Regions from separate parts of the Mus musculus genome. Here region 2 is linked to region 1. A link is a contact called in public HiChIP or PLAC-seq data. All regions are on one chromosome and are shown on one strand. The core of a region is the stretch at or near the end of the contact, and the rest is flanking DNA. Distances in the headings are between cores, read along the strand shown.

The links. HiChIP or PLAC-seq counts read pairs in DNA pulled down with a chosen protein or histone mark.
Region 2: a contact with region 1 is called in a FOXA1 HiChIP or PLAC-seq map of pancreatic cancer cells. The contact joins two enhancer-like sites. A contact is called at or near these places in 6 of 39 promoter capture datasets (the HPC-7 cell line, embryonic stem cells, hematopoietic stem and progenitor cells and 2 more) and 1 of 115 datasets of contacts at active chromatin or transcription factors (pancreatic cancer cells).

Annotation. Positions count from the first base shown.
Region 1 is chr5:73,400,127-73,402,826 of GRCm38.p6, reverse strand. No RefSeq gene overlaps it. Among named protein-coding and RNA genes, the nearest start is that of Cwh43, 4.6 kb to the left of the region's middle. Within about 2 kb of position 1,331, at least 73 of the 459 cell types and tissues checked have an H3K27ac peak or open chromatin away from gene starts, as enhancers often do. A contact at or near this core is called in pancreatic cancer cells, where this site is marked.
Region 2 is chr5:74,207,432-74,210,131 of GRCm38.p6, reverse strand. The region is part of intron 8 of Scfd2 (Sec1 family domain containing 2); the gene reads left to right. Among named protein-coding and RNA genes, the nearest start is that of Rasl11b, 13 kb to the right of the region's middle. Within about 2 kb of position 1,446, at least 32 of the 459 cell types and tissues checked have an H3K27ac peak or open chromatin away from gene starts, as enhancers often do. A contact at or near this core is called in pancreatic cancer cells, where this site is marked.

The DNA.
Region 1 (2,700 bases), core at 82-2,581:
TTTTGGAGGGGGCTGGTGAGATGTCTCAGTGGGTAAGAGCACCCGACTGCTCTTCTGAAGGTCCAGAGTTCAAATCCCAGCAACCACATGGTGGCTCACAACCATCCGTAACAAGATCTGACTCCCTCTTCTGGTGTGTCTGAAGACAGCTACAGTGTACTTACATATAATAATAAATAAATAAATCTTTAAAAAAAAAAGAAAAAAGAAAATATTTTGGAGTTTAGCTGTGCTGCCAGATACATAATAAATACACAAAGCCATTTGACTTCGCCCTTTGAGAAGATAAACTTAATGGCAACTTTTACCTCAATTGAATATGATGAGACTCCTGGTGTACTGCCTGTATTTTAAAAGTATTAGCAGGTTGTGGTAGCACGCATTTGTAATCCCTGCACTTGGGAGGAGAGGCAGAAGGACAAGGATTTCAAGGTCATTCTCAGCTATGTAGCGAGTCCAAAGCCAAACTGAGTAATATGAGCCTTTAGAAGGCAAAAGTTAAAACAACAACAACTAATGTTTAAGATAAACAAAAGAAATGAAAGAAATTCCACCACCACCACCACCACCACCACCACCATCACCAGAAAGATACACAGCAGCTCAGTGAACATCAATGTTAAAGATAATTACATAGGAGAAATTCACTTCACACTCACTATGGAATTCTGATTTTTTTATTTTTTAAAAAATCGGATGCTAACATGTTGACAAGGATGTGAAGACTGTGCTGGAGGGGGCAGAACGTGGTGCAGCTATGTTGGAAAACGTTCTATCGGTTCCTCAAAGAGTTAAATACAGAGGTACTGTATGAGCCAACCATTGCACTCCAAGGTATAGGTATGGGGGGGGCGGGCAATGTACAAACCCCATGCACAGATGCTTGAAGCAGCAGTGCTTCTAACAGCCCTAAAGAGAAGCAGTCCAAATGCATAAGCCCTGATTATAGTGTTATTTACATTCAATAGAACAGCATTCAGCAATGAAAAGGTATTGCTACATACGATGGCACAGTTCACTCTAGACACTGTGTTAAGAGAAAGGAGCCAGTCATTAAAAAAAAAATTGTACAATCCTGTTTACGAGAAATATTCTGAGTAGGCAAATTGAAAGTGACTGAGAGTGGCTTAGAGGTTACGGGGGGGGGGGTTCATATAGGTGGAGAAGGAAGTGGGTTGGTGAATCCAGTTTCTCATAGAGTAGATGACACTTCTAAAATTAACTTGTGACTGGCAACTTCCCGACTGTCAGTGTGCTGGCAGCACTTCCCTGCCCACGGGATGCTAAGTTCATGAATCACATAGGGTGAGGATCTCCAAAACACTTTCAAGTGTTTTGGGCGAGGCTGCAGTCTGAACGCCAGCAAATGAAGAAAAGACATCAGACCCTGCACTCTCCTGCCTGGGTGCCTCCCTGTTTCTCTCTGGATTGATTGCACTTCTCACTGTACCTGGCAAAAGCAACTGAAGAAAGGAAGGAAAGGTTTACTAGGGCTGATAATCTGAAGTTAAGGGTACAGTCCACGACGGCAGGAGAGGTCTGGCAACAGGGAAGGTCTTCCTGCTATACTGCATGCACAGTCGGGAAGCAGAAAGAAACAAAAGGGCACCTTCCTCCCTTTCTCCTTTCTATTCAGTCCAAGAGTAGAGCCCCAGGGCTGGTGAGATGGCTCACTGTGGTAAGAGCACCGACTGCTCTTCCGAAGGTCCTGAGTTCAAATCCCAGCAACCACATGGTGGCTCACAACCATCCATGAGATCTGATGCCTTCTTCTGGTGCATCTGAAGACAACTACAGTGGACTTATGTATAATAATAAATAAATCTAAAAAAAAGGAGTAGAGCCCAGGGGACAGTGCCGCCCACATTTAGGGTGAGTCTTCCCTCCCCATTTAAACCTCGGAAACACCCTCGTGGACACTCCTTGAGGTAAACTTTCCTGGGTGGCTCTTGAGTCCAGTCCAGTTGACAACGGAAGAGCAGTTTTCATATGCTGGAAACAAAAACCACACAGGTCTAATTGAGAGTGTGTGTCTGTGCAGTGCTTTGCTAGTCCATTATAAAGTTAGTTTCTTTTTCAGTATCTAACTTGCTTTTGTTGCAATTGGCCTTCTGTCTTACTTCATTTTCTTTAGCACTCTGACTGCAGCTCACCATAGGTGTGTCTGGAAAATGCAGTCCTTCGATGACGGGAGATCTTGGTGAGCAGCTATCCATCTCTGCTACAAAAGTCTACTTTATAGAGACTTATTTTGAGGTTTAAATAGATAAAAAGCTAAGGCCTTCAGTGTGGTGCCGGTTGTGGTGTTCACAGAACTCACAATACTGGGGGGGGTGGAGGGGGAGGTCTTTTGTTAAGCTGCCATGATGTTTGGCCTAGTGCAGGGGAGGTCTTAGAGACAAGGCTGGCAACTTAACAGTGACAGCTCTGTCCTGAGAGTATTTTAATTGCCTTCTTGAGGCTTTCTGTAATCTCGTTGGCATTCTCCCAACTACAGATTCCACACCAGCACTCGGCATACAAGGAAGGGTTTCATCATCGGCCCCCATCAGTCTCCAGAGAGAGCAGCATCCCACTCTAGACTGTTCTGCGTTTCCAGTCTGGTCCTGCATGGCACAGTGGGAAAGTTCCCCGAGGCTCCTGAGGCTCTCCTGTGCCCCTTTAATGTGGAGTTGAGTTAATGTATCCATAGCGAGTTAA
Region 2 (2,700 bases), core at 197-2,696, 810 kb before region 1:
CAACAGGTGGTTCCTGTGGGAAGTGTTCTGGTCAGTGGCCGTGCACAGTGCAGGTAGGGGAATCCTAGACTGCACCTTGTGTCCTGAGAAAGAATCTCTCATTTCTGAGTGTCCCACATGGCAGGTGACAGGTAGAGATGAGGTAGTGAGGAATTGAGGAGCCAGGGTAAACTCTTTAAACTTGAATGAGCCAGACCTGAGCTGAGAAGCAGGGAAATCAGCAGCAGCCAGCACAAGAGCTACAGCGGAAGGAGAGGAGAGAGAGGAAAGGAAACTAGGGCCAAGAGGGCCAGAAGGTGCAGAGAGCAAGGAGCATTGTGGGCAGGGAGCGAGGCAGCCCTTGGAGTCTGCATCTGTTCCCCAGATCTCTGAGACAGGCTAGCCAGCTCTCTGGAAGATGTTCTCCAGTGTTAAATCAGCCTCCATGCCGGCTGCGTTTACATTTTAACTGATAGGCCAGTGTCAAGCTCTTCTCAGCTTTTTTCCACCCATTTGGAGCCAAGTTTTTAGAATGATTATTTTAGCCAAATAATGCAGACATGGTCTTATTTGAATTAACTTTAAAAATAAAAATGAAAAAATAATCTAAAGCAGTCTACTTGTCCATAATGCTAGGGCTGTAAATAAATAACGAGTGAGTAGGGCACAATAGAGACCATGGGCTGGAAAGACGGCTCAGCAGGGAAGAGGACATGTTGCTCTTACAGAGAACTCAGATCCAATCCCCAGCACCGCAAAGCAGCTCACAGCCATCTGTAACTCCAGTTCCAGGGGATCTGGCTCTCTCTTCTGGCCTCTGAGGGCACCAGCTGTACCTGTGGTGCACATACATACTACATGCATGCTGGCAAAACACTCATACACATGAAATTTTAAAAGTTAAAAAAAAAAGTTTTAGTTGCTTACGAATGGAAACCTGGTAGATTTCAGTGTGACCAGGACCATGCCTTAAAGAGCAGCCTCAGACAGTAGGAGTCACTGAACTGATACAAAGTAAACGTGCACAGTCATCGATCTGACTAAGGCCTGTTGAGGCCTTCCTAAATGGAAAGCTTCCTACTGTCCAGGGCTAAATTATTAGCCCTCACCTCCTGCCCTGTGTCTCTTCTGCCTGTTCAGTTCTTCTGCTCAGTTGTTTATGATCTCACTGCTGCAGTCCCTGCTCTGTAGCAGACACCGTGCTAAAGGAAGAGTGGGAAATGCAGTAAGACAAACAGCCACAAGACACACTCAGGCCGGAGGCTGGAGGCCGGGAAGGGTGATCCAAGAAGGCTTGCTGGAGGCGGAGACATCTTAGTAGTTTGAAAGGCCACAGCGAGAGAAGAAGAACTCTGCCTAAAAAGGAACATCCCAAAGAGCCAATGGTGTAGCTGCAGATACCCGAGGTTAGCTGACACATGGGACTGACCATAAAGGGCTGTGGAGGAAAGAGTGGTTGAGAACCCGGCAGGAAGCAGACTCCACCAGCCTGGAATGTTGTCCTGGGGCAGGGCTTATCTAATAGCGGTGAGAGGGGAGCAGGGATTGCAGTCCTATGAGTAACAGATGTACGCATGGAAAGCACAGTCTCGCTATGTCACCTGCCCCTTATCACTTAAGGACAGCAGGGAGCTGCAAGGAGGGACGCAGCAGAGGGAGCAAGGACAGAAGTCCCTCTGAAGCATGCCTTGTGCTCCATGTTCCTCATAGTGGTCATGGGGCAGACGGTGTGGGTCAAGCGAAAGATGAGCAAAGTGGGACTCAGAGTAATGGAGCAACGGCTCCAGGGTGAGCAGCCTTAGCTGGGGTCCAGCTCAAGCTGGCCACGTCTAGCCTGTGCTCTTCCTCACAGCACTCTAGAAGAGTTCCGTGGGCTCTTTCTCCTCCCTCACAGGCCCCCTAACCTACTTTATAAACTGCCTCTGTTTCCTAGTGTTTGTCTCTACCTGATCCAGAGCAGGCCTCAGACACCCTCAGCTGTGAACTCAGGAGGCTGTCACCTCATGGGCCTTCTTGTTTAGATCAGAGGAGCCTGGTCTTTGTGTTCCCACTCTGTTGGCCATGGCTGTGAGCCCAGCGTAGAACCTGAGCCGGACAGACTCCTTGGGCTGCATCTGCTGCTCTCAGTGTTGACATCAACTGGATCTGTAGCTGGCATACCCCCACCACGTTTTTCAAACCTGACACCAAGATGTAAGCTTATTTGGAGACAGTCTTGGCCCTCACTTCTGCCCCTCACCTCAGCTGGGGAGGCATCCACTAACTTTCTTTGCATAGCTCTGAGGACCATGCAACGCAGCAGAGACTGGAAAGTCATGGCAATGGAGGAGAATCTTGAGTATATTTACCATAGTGGTCTCCTCTGCTTCACAAGGGTCTGCATCCAGAGTCTGGGCAAGCTGTGTGTGTGTGTGTGTGTGTGTGTGTGTGTGTGTGTGTGTGTAAACACACACACACATACATGTAACTTATGGATCTCTGGAAGACTTTAAATCTCCCCTAAAACTATAGGAACCTATGTGTGTTTCTCTAGAAATTTCTGTACTTCCAAATGCTTCTAAAGGAGGTCTGCAAACCTATCAGCAAATCACAGTGAAGAGTGGCCTCCAGGAGGGAGCTCTTCCTGGGCTCTCAGTCGGGGAACTTACATAATCCTGGTGACACTGCGGCAAGCTCACTGTTCTCTTTTTCTGGGATTGATGAGGTGGGAGGGTGAGGCTC